2 separate regions of the Oryctolagus cuniculus genome follow, and region 2 is linked to region 1. The links are chromatin contacts, called in public Hi-C maps. All regions are on one chromosome and are shown on one strand. Each heading gives the region's core, a stretch centred on a gene start, on an enhancer-like site or on the middle of the called end of the contact. The rest is flanking DNA. Distances are from core to core; before and after follow the strand shown.

The links. A called contact is a pair of places that touch in the nucleus more often than the background predicts.
Region 2: a contact with region 1 is called in a Hi-C map of an unstated tissue, with 4 times the contacts expected there. The contact joins two enhancer-like sites. A contact is called at or near these places in 2 of 6 Hi-C or Micro-C datasets (ear pinna and an unstated tissue).

What each region holds. Positions count from the first base shown.
Region 1 is chr1:162,459,250-162,466,366 of mOryCun1.1, reverse strand. DOCK8 (dedicator of cytokinesis 8) reads right to left here. Exons shown (of 48, transcript XM_008256091.4): 22 at 6,663-6,832; 23 at 3,758-3,853; 24 at 373-468. Among named protein-coding and RNA genes, the nearest start is that of KANK1, 120 kb to the left of the region's middle. Within about 2 kb of position 4,301, at least 3 of the 8 cell types and tissues checked have an H3K27ac peak or open chromatin away from gene starts, as enhancers often do.
Region 2 is chr1:162,687,680-162,694,796 of mOryCun1.1, reverse strand. The region is part of intron 1 of KANK1 (KN motif and ankyrin repeat domains 1); the gene reads right to left. Among named protein-coding and RNA genes, the nearest start is that of KANK1, 110 kb to the right of the region's middle. Within about 2 kb of position 3,311, at least 1 of the 8 cell types and tissues checked has an H3K27ac peak or open chromatin away from gene starts, as enhancers often do.

The sequences.
Region 1 (7,117 bases), core at 3,052-5,551:
GAGTGACATCCTCAGTCTACCCTTGGACGTAACGGGTGGGCCATGAGCAAAAAGCAACACAGGCAGGAGAAAGAGGACGTTATTGCAAAGGCACATGCGAGAGGACGGTGGCTTGCACAGGTGGGGAGAGGTGAACGTGATGAGAAGCAATAGGCTGCAGAGAGATTTTCAAGGTAGGATCAATTTTCACTGGTAGAGGATGGATGGAGGGGTGAGCGAGAGTTAGATTTCAAAGAGCAACCCCAGATTTTCGGCAGGAGCAACTTGATGAAGGAAGCAAAGGTCAGCTCCTCATGGCAGAGACGTCACTGCCTTGGCCTCACGTGCTTCTCTTGCCTATTGATCACAGACATAAGCAAATAAAAATCTCACCAGAAGCTCAAAGAAGAACCAGGCGTACTTGAAGACGGTCTCTCTCACCATTCCAGTGCTGACCACCATCTGCAGGGCAAGCTCCTCATGGAAATGCTGAGCAAAACCACAAAACCAGGCTGTGAGGATGAGCTCCACTACGCACCACCAGGGCCTTCCCCATTATGGAACTGCTAGTTCTGGGGCGTGAGTCAGATACGGCAGAGGCCACGCATGGTAAACGCAAAGTCAATGCTGATAGAGCCCGAGACTGCAGGATGCTTAGGGTGCCAGGAAAGGCTGATGTGAGGCTGCGTAGGAGTCAGCCTGGGAGACCACCTTCCATGGTGGGAGGGCAGTCCAGGGTGGAAGGTGTAGCTTCCTTTCCTCTCGGATTCTCCTGCAAACTCTCTGTGTGACCACAGGCAAGCCACTCCTCCTCAGGCCCTCGTTGTTCTGGTCCATAAAATCATGCGTTTGGTAGCAGTGGTTCTCAAACTTGAATGTATCAGAAGCTTCTAGAGGGCTTCATGAAACACCAATTGCTGGTCCTCACACCCAGGGCTTCTGCATCGGGCCTGAGAGTGTGCATTTCTAACAAGTTCCCAAGGGATGCTGCCGCTGCTGGTCCAGGGTCCCTCTTTGAGGACTGCTGCCTACAAGGGATCTAAATTCCTTCCAGAATGGACAACCATTCCTGAAATCTCACTATGGCTTTCTGGGAACTCTAACTGGTTGGTTTTAGGCATAGTGACAGAAGCCTGAACTCCAACATCTGTGTCCCAAGGACAGATGTCTGAAAGGCATCTGGCTCTCTCTGTTCACTTTCCTTCGAGTTTGCTTAACAGCAAACACAGCAGATGGTACCTTTCTCACCTCTGCCATTCTCCGAATTACTCAGCTACTTCAGAACATTCTTCACAACAGTTCTGATGAGAAGGAAGCTCAAGATAAAGGTAGGGGGACCAACTCATCTCCATTTGCCCAACACTGTCCTGGTCTTAAAATGCAAAGCCCTGCATCCTGGGGACCCTCTCAGCCCTGGACAAACTCGTGGGCTGCTTAACCGAAGGCAACAGTGATGTCCAGGAATGTCCCATAGCTTTGATTCATCTTATGCCCCCAAAACCTAGAATAAATGCAGATGAACTCGTTTTTAGTATTCAGTGGTTAAGAAAGCTATAACTATTTGAACACACTAATATCCTATCCTTATGAGGAAGTTAGGTCTTAAAGTCAATCTCTAACATAAAAATTGATTATGACAAGGATTGCTCCCCACAGCCCTTTCTGTCACCCACAGAAAAATGCACACAAGCAGCTCCATTTACTCCGTCTGACCCATGTGCAAATTTTAGCCAAACTAAAAGGAGACAGACGGATACTCTGTGCAGATGTCTGTGTTCTAAGTGCAGCGCTGGTCGGTTCATGGGGACAAAGGGAGAAGGCATAGGCGCCGCAGTCTAACAGTCGATTGATTTCCTTCCGTCAGGGTAGCCACACTGAAATCAGCATGCTGGTTTGCTGTTGAGGGCCTTGGCTGACGCTCTGCCATCAGGGGGAGGCGTGAGCATGGTGGTCTGTCCGTGCACATGATGTAACTCGGCTGCATCGCCAAGTTATCCATGGTACGAGAGACGCACTCCACCAGCTTCCAAGGGAGCCTCTGGAAATAGGTCAGTCCGACTGCCAGGCTCTTCTGGCAAGAGGAGATTAGACCAGGATAAGCTGCTTCTTAAAGTAATTTATGCCGCTTACTGGGCAGCACTGTTACGAGAACACCTTGCTCTGAGGGTTATATGAAATAGCCAAGCAGCAAACTGTGTTTGCTGAGCTATTATGGAAACCTACAGGCTCAACTTCGCTGTGAAAAGAAGCAATTCTCTTCTGGTCATTTCAGGTCAAAACAAGGTAATTGCAAAATCAAACAGGACATGGCATAAGAAAGTGAGGCTGCAGGCAAATACTCATTTTAAGCAGGAGAATGGTCCTTGTAACCAGTCACTGCAAAGGGGCTGTGACAGCCCAGTGTAAAACTTCAGAGTAAGTGACAACTTTAAGCCTAACCAGGTCTTGTTCCACTTTTCCTTTTATTCATTACCCCTGTTCCCTCTCCCAACATATGGTGCCCGGATTACAGCAAAGTCTACAGAGCCAGGCCCTGGCATGGCATCCCAGGTGGGATCTTTCCCTCCAGTCCAGAGGCTGACTGCAGAAAGCTCATTCCCTCCTTGCCTGCTTCATAAACATCTCCCTGCAGGGTTAGCTGCTGCTTCCTGTGGGAATCTTTGCAATTAACATTCTAATCAGGGTCTCAAGACTACTATAAAGGAGAGAATCTTGGTGCCTAACAGAGGAGAAAACTTGGGACGGACAGCTTTTTCCCCCCATTCCTTAGATTACACCAGCTGTCACTCTGATTGGAGAATTTTGTTGTTAAGGATTTCTACAGCTTAAGTGAGTTTCCAAACTCACGGGGATACAGATTATGGAGAATGCAGAAAGCATTTTATACTAAATTATATAGTACTGAAATAAATGATGACTCATTATTGGCCTTTCACTTTTGTCAAAGGCATTGTCTACATTCACCTTCCACTAAAAATTAGGTTTATACAGTAGCTTCCAAAGTGTGGGCCCTGGGCCAGCGTCAGTTGGGAACTTGTCGGATATGCAATTTGTACTTCTTGGGCTCCAGTTCAGATCTACAAAGGTACTTCAGAAGTTCATGGAAAAATGGAATTAAAAGTTTATTTTGGTGAAAAAATTTTTGAAATCCATTCCTATTTTTTTCATGAAACACATTTTTCATGAATTTTTTGAAGACTTCACGTATGCATGGATTTCAAAGCTTTCGTACACCAAAATGAACTTATTTTTTAATTTCATTCTCCATGAATTTTAAGACCCTTATATTGAACAGAAATCTAGAGGTAGGATCCAGCAATAAGGTTTCACAAGCTTTCTGGCTAATTCCCATGCATGGAAAAGTTGGAGAATCATAGAGTTAGGCAGTTAGGTGATCCAAAAAAATGGGTGAAGGACAGGGCCATGAAACTGTGATGTGTGTGTGTGTGTGTGTGTGTGTGTGATGTCTGTGTAGTGTGTGATGTGTATTATGTGATATGTGTTTGTGTGAAATGTGATGTGCATATGTGTCATGTGCGGTGTATGTCATGTGTGATGTGTATGATGCATGTGTAGTGTGTGATGTGTGTGTGGTGTATGATGTGGTATGTGTGTGATGTATGTGTTTGTGTGATGTGTGTATGTGTCTGTGTGTGTGTGTGTGTGTGCTGGCAGGGCCTGAGAACACTTTGATGGTGTCTACTTTCAGTCAGAGCACTAGGGCACAAGTGGATCCTTTCCTATTCTGTGGTCATCTTTACCCTGCCCTCCGTGGTACCTTTTTGCTGGCAGGTCTTGGGGCTGCAGGAGAACTTGGAACATCATTATTGCCAGAGCAATAGTACGACATCCGGTTGCAGTTGCGGTCACCAATCTGAAACACAGACCATGACTCAGCAGTCAGCCGACAGTGGTACCCCAGTAGGATGAACCAATTGCCCTGAAATGTAACCTCGGAATTCATGTTTAGTCTATTGTTTCCCACCCCCTCAAGTAACAAAGGTAAAATAGTTGCTATACATAAATAGTAGGGTCTTCAAAAAATTTATGGAAAACTGCATGAATTTCAAAATTTTTGTCATCAAAATACAAGGAGCTTCAAAAAATTAATGTAAAATATTCATTGTCTTTGCATTCATTCCATTTTCCCACAAACATTTAAAAGTACCCTGTACAAAGCAAAGCAAGGTAAAGTTATGCCCAATTCCAAGGCTCCCAAGAATCAGGCAGTGCTGAAGTTCTTTCAATTTTCTAGTCTCTGGCTTTAGTGGGAGAACATAAAAACGGTGTGGGAACAGTGCCTCTCTGTGGTTCAGTGTGGAAAGTACTCAGTCTCCCCAACACTCATACAGTGTCAGAAACCATTTTTGAAAGGAAAGGCTAAACTTCATTCTTTTGATTGGGCAACATTTTCTCCCCTTGCCGTAGACTAATTAGGAAGTTGCTAACCAAGTCTACACAGAAATACTTTCACTGCACTCAAATGAAATCATCAAGACGCAGACTGTCAGCAGTCTCTGCGGGTCACTTCTCCCCTGGGCAATCAGCACATGATACCACAACGTGCTAGCAAGCCAGCTCTCCAGGGAGGGGACAATCTGTGGCAGCTACCAATTTTTGTGTTGTTCATATTTCCATGACGGGTGATTTGTATTTACACACATGATGTCATGGATGTACACAGTTTGGAAGAAACATGAAAGCTGATACACAGCATTGTGCAGACACAATAAACATAAAGAACTCAAGGATATGGCTGATAGCAAAAAGTCATAAAATAACAAGGAAGGTTACAAATTGCAAGAGTAGTACAGAGTGTTCTGTGTACTCTTTACCCCATCTCCATTAATTTTCATATCTCACAGAGTATGGTACATAAAACTAAGATATTCACATCTGTACATTCTGTAACTAAATCAGAGGCTCTTTGGTTATCACTTTTTTTTTAAGAATTATTTTATTTATTTGAAAGACAGAGTTACAGAGAGAGGCAGAGAGAGAGAGAGAGAGAGAGAGAGAGAGAGAGAGATCTTCCATTCCACTGGTTCAGTCTCCAAATGACCTCAATGACCAGAGCTGAGCTGATCCGAAGCCAGGAGCCAGGAGCCAAGAGTTTCTTCCGGGTCTCCCACATGGGTACAGGGGCACAAAAAGTTGGGCCATCTTATACTGCTTTCCCAGGCCATATCAGAGAGCTGGAACGGAAGTGGAGCAGCCAGGACTCAAACCAGCACCCATATGGGATGCCGGCACTGCAGGCAGTGGCTTTAACCTGCTGTGCCACAGTACCAGCCCCCTTACTGTTTTTACCACTAACATCCTACTTCTGTTGCAGGATACAGCCCAGGCTACCACATTACATTTAGATTTTATTTACTTTTTAATATCACTTATTTAACTGTGAGTTTATATAATTTACTTTTTAGTAGCATCTATTTCACAACTAACTCAGGCAATTCCTTCAAACTGAGCAGTCAGTTTTCAGGACCAGCTTCAGCCTGTCATTGGGTTGACATTTGTAGGTCAAGAAGGGTAGAACGTCTAGAGTTTCACACGGTTCAGCCTGCAGACAGACCGCAGAATCTCTGGAGGCAGACCCAATGCTTGCCAAAGATCCATGTGCGGTGGGCATTGGTGTATTATGAGGATGCCACTGATGACTGCATCCCGTTTCAGAGTGCCTGGGGTTGAGCCCCAGCTCTGTCCCCAGTTCCAGCGTCCTGCCCGTGCATGCCCTGGGTGTTAGCAGATGATGGCTTTGGAACTTGGGTCCCTGCCACCCATATGGGAGACCCAGATAGAGTTCTAGGCTCCTGGCTTTTACTTGGCCCAGCCCTGTGTGTTGCAGGCATCTGGGGACTGAAATCGTGTATGGAAAATCTTCACGTCAATCTGTCTCTGTCTCTCTGCCTTTTAAATAAAATAAAGAAATAAATTTAAAAACCCATAGGTGGTTCTTATGTTTAGCCAGAGGCCAGAAGCTCTGAGGAAATGAAGACGTGAGGCTGAGGGCAGGTAAATGACTTGCCGGTGCCCACGTGGCTGGCGGCTCCATCAGCACCAAGCCCAAACCCTAACCCTGCTCTCTAGAATCCCTTGCTCACACCACGCTGTCTCACGTGGGTGGAATGCGAAAGGAAAAATGCACTAGGCCTGGAGATTTTGATTTATCAGAATAAGCACAAATGATATTACTCTACTAGCTTAGCCACCCTGGGCCATAGATAACAGGGGCAAAATTCGGATTAAGAATTCATGGTAGCTTTGTGAATATTCTAAAAAATACTGATCATATGCTTTAAAATGGGTAATTTTATCATAACTAAAATTTCAAGTGAAAGACACTCTACAAAATACGAATTCAGTTTTAGTTAAACAGCCTTTACAAAATGACAGGTAGAGGAATGAGCTGCTGTTCTCTTGTACAGGTTGACTATAGTTAACAATGTTTTACTGAGAATTTCCAAATAGGGGGAAGAGAGGACTCAGTATTCTCACTACTAAGAGATGACAGATGTATGAGGTGACAGATACGCTCACTCTCTCCTTTGATGCCCACAAGATACATAAGACGACTGAAACGTCACCCTGTACTCCGTAACTGTGTACAATTATCGTGTGTCAACTAGAAACAAAACACAACAAAAGCCCTGGTCACCTGCAGGGTCTGACGGCCTCCCTACCTTTGAAGACATGATGTTCTTAACTTCCTCGTCCGCCGCGGAGTGTGTCCCGGCCAGGTCTGGGTTGCTGCTGCTCATCACCCGGGCCTGAAGCAGCTTTGAGCTCACGGCAGCAGCAGACGTGCGCCCATACGTGTGGTAGCGAGGGTCGGGCAGGGCAGGGGTTCCGCCTGCACCCCACGAGGCAGAGGCATGTCAACAGACAGGGGACCAGAGTCACTCACTGAGTTTAAGGAACTGAAGAGAGAAAGGGCAGGTGGTGGGGGAGGGGTGGGAGGAATTCTGCCAGAGGAGGGCTGTAAATCAGTGCTTCATTATCAAAAGCTTGGGTGGAGCAGGGATGCAATGCTACAGGGGATACATAGGCAGTAGGGAGTGGTGAGGACTGGGGTGAATTACAGACACAGCCCAGGCAAGGGCTACTACTTGGCTCTAGCCGAGCACTGTGAGGGAGA
Region 2 (7,117 bases), core at 2,062-4,561, 230 kb before region 1:
TCCCAGCAGGACCTGAAGCAGGCCAGGATTTTCACAACTGGACCCCGCGGTTGTTTTCCTTGCTTGTTCACTCCTCCGGGGTCTTCAGGGAGCTCAGACGTCACTTGGTATCTGCTCCACCACTATCTTCTGTCTTTAAACGTCAAAGAGAACACACCTGATTTGCTCCTAGTGTCTCAGATGTGCTTTGTGTGATCTAACCTCTATCCAGAAGCTGGTGTTAACTGCACCAACTCAAAGACCAATGGAGGTGGCTGGCGCTGTGGCGAAGCAGGCTGGGCCTCTACCTATAGTGCTGAAATCCCATATGGGCACCGGTTTGAGTCCCGGCTGCTCCACTTCTTACCCAGCTCTCTGCTATGGCCTGGGAAAGCAACCGAAGATGGCCCAAGCACTGGGCCCCTGTACCCATGTGAGAGACCCAGAGGAAGCTCCTGGCTCCTGATTGCCCCAGCTCCAGCTGTTGCGGCCATTTGGGGAGTGAACCAGCTGATGGAAGACCTTTCTCTCTGTCCCTCCCTCTCTCTGTAACTCTACCTCTAAAATAAATAAATCTTAAAAAAAAAAAAATGACCAATAGGGAAAGTAAATTGAGAACGCACTCGTTACCTGCGTCTTCACCTAGGGGGCAAACTACGCCATGTGGCCTTGTGCTAGGTACCACAAGAACAAGCCAGAGCCTTAAACTTTCACTCTTAACCTCAAGCAGTCATTTTCACCTAAATGATGAGAAAACAAAGGGAGAGGAAACACGTTTACTCCTCTTCTTAACAACTGAGAAAGGAATAGCACATGGAAATACAAACCATCACTGGTAAGGCTTCTCTCATCCACGAACACTTTGATGGAAAGAAAAAAAAGGCAAACCTAGCAAAAAGGAAGACCATAGGATGCCAGATGGGCTAAAGCAGAAAAACCCACAGCTTATCAGGCTATTTGTCTACTAACAGTTTCAGTCAAAATCTAATAAATGGCTTTTTTTTTTTTTTTTTTTTTTTTGACAGGCAGAGTAGACAGTGAGAGAGAGAGACAGAGAGAAAGGTCTTCCTTTTGCCGTTGGTTCACCCTCCAATGGCCGCCCCGGCCAGCGCGCTGCGGCCAGCGCACCGCGCTGATCCGAAGGCAGGAGCCAGGTACTTCTCCTGGTCTCCCATGGGGTGCAGGGCCCAAGCACTTGGGCCATCCTCCACTGCACTCCCTGGACACAGCAGAAAGCTGGCCTGGAAGAGGGGCAACCAGGACAGAACCGGCGCCCCGACCGGGACTAGAACCCGGTGTGCCGGCGCTGCAAGGCAGAGGATTAGCCTAGTGAGCTGCGGCGCCAGCCATAAATGGCCTTTTATAGATTAAGAAAATGATATAAAATTCATGAGAAAAAAAATAAATGGTCATTTCAGGTTAAGCCACCACCTGTGACACCAGCATCCCACATGAGTGCTGGTTCATATCCTGTCTGCTCCACTTCTAATTCAGCTCCGTGCTACTGTGCCTGGGAAATCAGTGGAAGATGGCTCAAGCGCTTGGGCCCCTATACTCATGTGGGAGAACTGGAAAAAACTCCTGGCTTCTGACTTTGGCTTGGCCCAGTCCCAACCATTGCACCATTTGCAGAGTGAACCAGCAGATGGAAGATCTCTCTCTCTCTCTCTCTGCCCCTTCTCTTTGTACCTCTCTGTAACTCTTTCTTTCAAATAAATACATATTTAAAAACAAAAGAACAGAAATGGTCATAACTTTCCAAGAAAGCTATGTGAAACGAGAAGGAGTGAGCAGAGAGGAGGAGAATGGGCTACCTTGATGTGATAGGATGTGTAGGTTAGACAGAATAAGGAGTATGGGGAAAACATAAAATGTGTACACTTTTTACTCTGTAAAAATGTGTTTGCACAGTGTTAATCACAATACATAAATAAGTACAAACACACAGAAGTTTAAGGTGATAGGCAGAGGCTGTGGTATTTATAATCTATAAAGCAGATTAATATAAACACTCAAAGATCACACCCACTCCATTCCACAGGCCCTGGTACTGACACCCAAGCCTTTAGTGCAGCAGCTTTCAGCCCTGCTTAGTAGCTCCCTGCCATGGCAGTGTGTGGGCGTGTTACTGGGCACTCCGGTCTGAGCAGCACTCCAGGCATTTAACAGTGACCAGGGATGCAGACCTGTAGCACAGAGCACAGCTGCACACTGCTCCCAGGCACCAAGAACACTGCCGATACGAAACTGCCACTGAGAATCAAAAGAGAGGAATTTTTCCCCAGTGCTACTTGAAACACATGCTAAAAAAAATCTTAAAATTCAATCACACATGGTGAAACGAATGCCATTATGATGAAAAAAAAAATACACACACAGAGATGGAAACAGGAGAAAGATTCTACACAATTAGGGAAAACCAGCTCATTTCCTGCAAGATCACAGCACGTTCATGCTAGAAGCCGTATCTGAACACTGAGGATCTAAAAACCATCCTCTCTTAGCGCATGCCTGTGCCTTAACAAGACACTCTTATCCCATAGCTGCATCCTCAATCCTCAACTCTCATAAGGGCTCTTGCCCCGTCTGAAGGTGCAAAGAAAAAGCAGCACAAGAAGGGGCTGGGGAGCTGGCCGCTCCTGGCTGCCCCAGAGCCCAGCACCTCACAGAGATGCTGGGGGCAGCTGCGGGGAGCACCTCCCCCAACGCCCACATGCAAGGGCAAGAGGAAGTGGAAAAACACTCTTTGACAGTGCAGGAATGAGACGCCGCATGTTCCATGAAGTGTCCTTCTTGTCATGAGCAGTTAACTTCCAAAAGGCTGTTGATGCTGCCATCTAGTGAACACAGCCCTTTCCACACCAGAAAAAGTCACATACATGGAAGAGTTCACGGGCCTACCAGCGGATTTTTAAAAGTTCACAGGAAAATGGAATTGTTAAGTGTGAGTTTATTTTGGTGCTCAACAAAAAAATCTTGAACTCCATTTACATTTTTTCATAATATACAGATCCAGGTAGTCTGAAGTATTACTCTGAAACAGGAAAAAGCAACAAAAAGTTGCTAGTCTGGATTATTCCCCTTAAGCATTAGCAAAACTTCAGCAGTTGGTACAAAAGGGACACACAGGCAAATTCTATTTTGCCACAAAGGCTCATGGCTCTGCTCTGCCTCCAGCAGTGACTGACAGCCATGCCCGCTACCAGGGCCCTGCCCACAGCCTCACCCACCTGTCCACGCATGCTGAGGACTTGTGCTTTCCCGACTTACCAGCCGACTGAATCGCTTCTCTGTCTTGGCTGCTGGGAGTATGGAGCCAAACTGGTGGTCCACTCCCGTTGTATTTGTAAGACCTGACACAGAACACGCTATCTTTAGTTTCACTCCACGTGTCCCTTTCTTGCTATTTTTCCTCTGTCCCAATCCTTCCCTCACCCACTGATTTTTAAAGCCATCATACATTCTTTTAAAAAACAAGACTGGGCACATACAAACAAAATACCTGAGTGTTATCTGCTGCATTGTGATGGTGTAACCACAGGCATATGGACAGCAAACATCACAGGCATAGGTGAATCCTGCCTTAGTGATTCTTAGGGTCTCTGTACATCTAGTATCTCCCCAGTGGCAGAACTGTCTGGACTGGGATCTCCAACTAGCCTCAGCATCACAGCCACTACCCACTAATAACCACTGTTTTCCTTGACGTACCAGATAGACTCCCAAGAAGGCCGGCTGGAATCCCTGCAGTTTCTGCAACTGGAGTCACTGCTTCTTCACTTCCATCCCACAAATCCACGGTCTCAGTGTTCCTACATGCCACCCCGTTTCTGGGTAGCAGACTCATGCATTTCAAATTATCAAGTTTATTTTTTTAATGTCAAGATTGCTTTCATGTAAAGGTTTGTCCCAAGCCAGAATATGCACAGTTACAGCAACAGGCATGAGGACGACCAGACTGAAACCCTTAAGGCTCTCCCTCCAACACCAGCTGCACACACCACGCTTATCTGCAAAGTCAGCCTGCGTACGTATTCAGGTAACAATGCCAAAAGCTCATCACAGGAAATCTCAACTTTGCATCAAAATTCCCTTTCTTATCTCTAAGGATCAGCTATTTTTTAAAAAAACAGATTGCAAAAATCACATTCTCAATCCTACCTGAGAGCCACAATGCTTGCCTCTGTGCACACACCACAGCTGACGGATTCCTATTAGTAAAGTATACTGAGGAACTCAGTGTGGGTTTTGTGGCAGATACTAAAGGAAATGTGTGTGTTCATTATGCAAATTAAAGAGATTTATTTTAAAACACTAATGTGTTTAAAAACAGGCTTGTGCACACAATAGATTTATCAATGACAAAGATAACTAGAAAGATAAACTGTAAAAAATGCCTGAAAAACTGAATGACAGCATCATCTGAAGATCTAATAACTGGCATTCAAGGTGCCACATTTTAGATACCCTCTTATCTAATGAGATAGATCTTTTGAAAGGGGCCAGTGTTTTAACTGTGAGAATAAACACTGGTTCAGATGCCTGCATTCCACACTGAAGCGCCTGTGTTAAACACCCAGCTCCGGCTCCTAACTCCAGCTTCCTGCTAATGTAGACCCCGGGAGGCAGCAGTAAGGGCTCAATGGCGAGGTCCCTGCCACTCAGGTGGGAGACCTGGATCTAGTTCCCAGCTCCTGGCTACAGCCCCAGCCCAGATCTTACTGCTGTAGACATTTGGGAAGATGCGGATGGGAGAGACTCCTCTCTCCCTCCCTAATAATTTTTTTTTAATGAATTGAAACAACTTCCTTAGGCTTCTCTGTGTGGAATTCATCTTTCATGCAGGCTACAAGCCCTAAGGTATGTCTGGAAATAGAGGGGGAACATGGGTCTCCTGGTTTTCATTCCATCATCTCGTGAGGCCTCCACTTCTTCCCATGCACACACCGAATAGAATCACGGAAGGAAGTCTAGTTACCCACTTTCTCAAAACGGAAACAAATGCAGAGACAGTGAGGATTAAGTAGCCCCTGTGAGCAGACCTTTTGTTGGACAACTGTCTGTGACTTACTACAAGATCACTTAGTTTGCCTATTGTTTTTATTAGGGAGGCTATGGACTGGCCTGACGGCAGCCAATGCAACTAGGGCTGATAGTGACATCTCCAAAGATCCAACGTCCACGCCAGGCCAACCGTCTCTTCAGAGTGGGGATAGAGACAGGGCTGGCAGGCACAATGCTAAGGTCACCTAGATATATAAACAGGCCAGAGTAATCAAGGAAGCAAACACACATGGAGCCAAAGAATCAAAAACAAAACAAGGGCCGGCGCCGCGGCTCACTAGGCTAATCCTCCGCCTAGCGGCGCCGGCACACCGGGTTCTAGTCCCGGTTGGGGCGCCGGATTCTGTCCCGGCTGCCCCTCTTCCAGGCCAGCTCTCTGCTGTGGCCAGGGAGTGCAGTGGAGGATGGCCCAGGTGCTTGGGCCCTGCACCCCATGGGAGACCAGGAAAAGCACCTGGCTCCTGGCTCCTGCCATCGGATCAGCGCGGTGCGCCAGCCGCAGCGCGCCGGCCGCGGCGGCCATTGGAGGGTGAACCAACGGCAAAGGAAGACCTTTCTCTCTGTCTCTCTCTCTCTCACTGTCCACTCTGCCTGTCAAAAAAAAAAAAAACAAAAAAAAAAAAAACAAAAAAACAACAGCCAAATGCAAGAACACCCTTTCCTTCTTTTATGGGCTCAGGGAAGAAGTTAACCATTTGTAAAGAGCAGTCTTAGGCACTGGCCTCCACCTCTTTGCCAAGCTGCAATTTCCAGACAAAGCAGAGACCACATATTGATTTCTGCCTATGGATCTAGAAGATGAAATCAAATCTCGAAGACTCAGGTCACAGCGACACAAGCTAGAAACCGTCTCAATTTATCTGCCCGGCTTTCATCCACTAGTTGTACATCCAGGGCCTGGAATATACAAGTCCTCTCTTATCTCCAAGGACTCTTCAGTGACTGTACACTCCAGAAAGCTGGGGCCTGTCACCTCCAGCCACCTCTAGATCAGTGTCCAGGGGCATGGACCTCACTCAACATCACTGACACCGGAGACTGTACTTTGTCAAACCCGGTACTAAATTAAAGCAACACCCCTACATCTTGTCCAGAGAAGGAACAGTTGTATAGCATTTTTAAATTCACGCTACTACCCCAGAACTCTATTTTATTAACTCCGTAGTTCACAGTCATCTCTTCCATTGCACTCCACTCATCATAACCACATTTTTCCTCCTCAACATTTGCTTACAGGTTCACCATGACTATGGGAAGAGGAACTGAGGTCTGGCAAAAATATTTTTAACTTTAAAACTGCTATGCTATGTTAATTTAGAATAGCTGTGTACTACTTTCATATTTTAAGAGTTTAAAATATAAACACATGTCTAATTATTCTTGTGAATTTATTGCAAGGAGTTAAGCTATTATGGTTTGAAGATTTCACTGCAATGATGCCTAAACTGGCAAAGAAGTACACCAGTCTGCCTTTTTCACGTTAGGAAGACAGTTTATGGACTATGACTACGGTACACTGATGTGATTAAATATGAACTACAGCTGCAGAAGCTCTGTAGTGAGTGGAAAGCCCTTACACTGAAGTAAAAGCAGCGCTCCAAGTAAAAATCAAGCCACATGAAGAAAATATTAACTAAATATATAAAATAAAAAACATCTGCTATAATAAAGTGGGAGTACTTATAGATAATATGGAAATGTGTTGATTTTCCTTAATATAAATTACTTGCTAATCAGTGGTCTAAGGAAAATTAATTTTGCCATAGTTCCCAACTGAAATACTGATCAAACTAGAATATCTCCTCTTTATTTAGAATTAACTTTACTGAAATTCTTGCATCAGCTTTCTATTTTATTGATGTTCAATGAATAAAACAAAAGAACTGCTATGGATTAAAAGGCTTAATTTGTTAGTATCTATTGAGCTTATTTTAAGTTTAAGTAATTCCCAAAGAACTGACAAATTAGGCCGGCGCCACGGCTCAGTAAGCTAATCCTCCGCCTTGCGGCGCCGGCACACCGGGTTCTAGTCCTGGTCAGGGCGCCGGATTCTGTCCCGGTTGCCCCTCTTCCA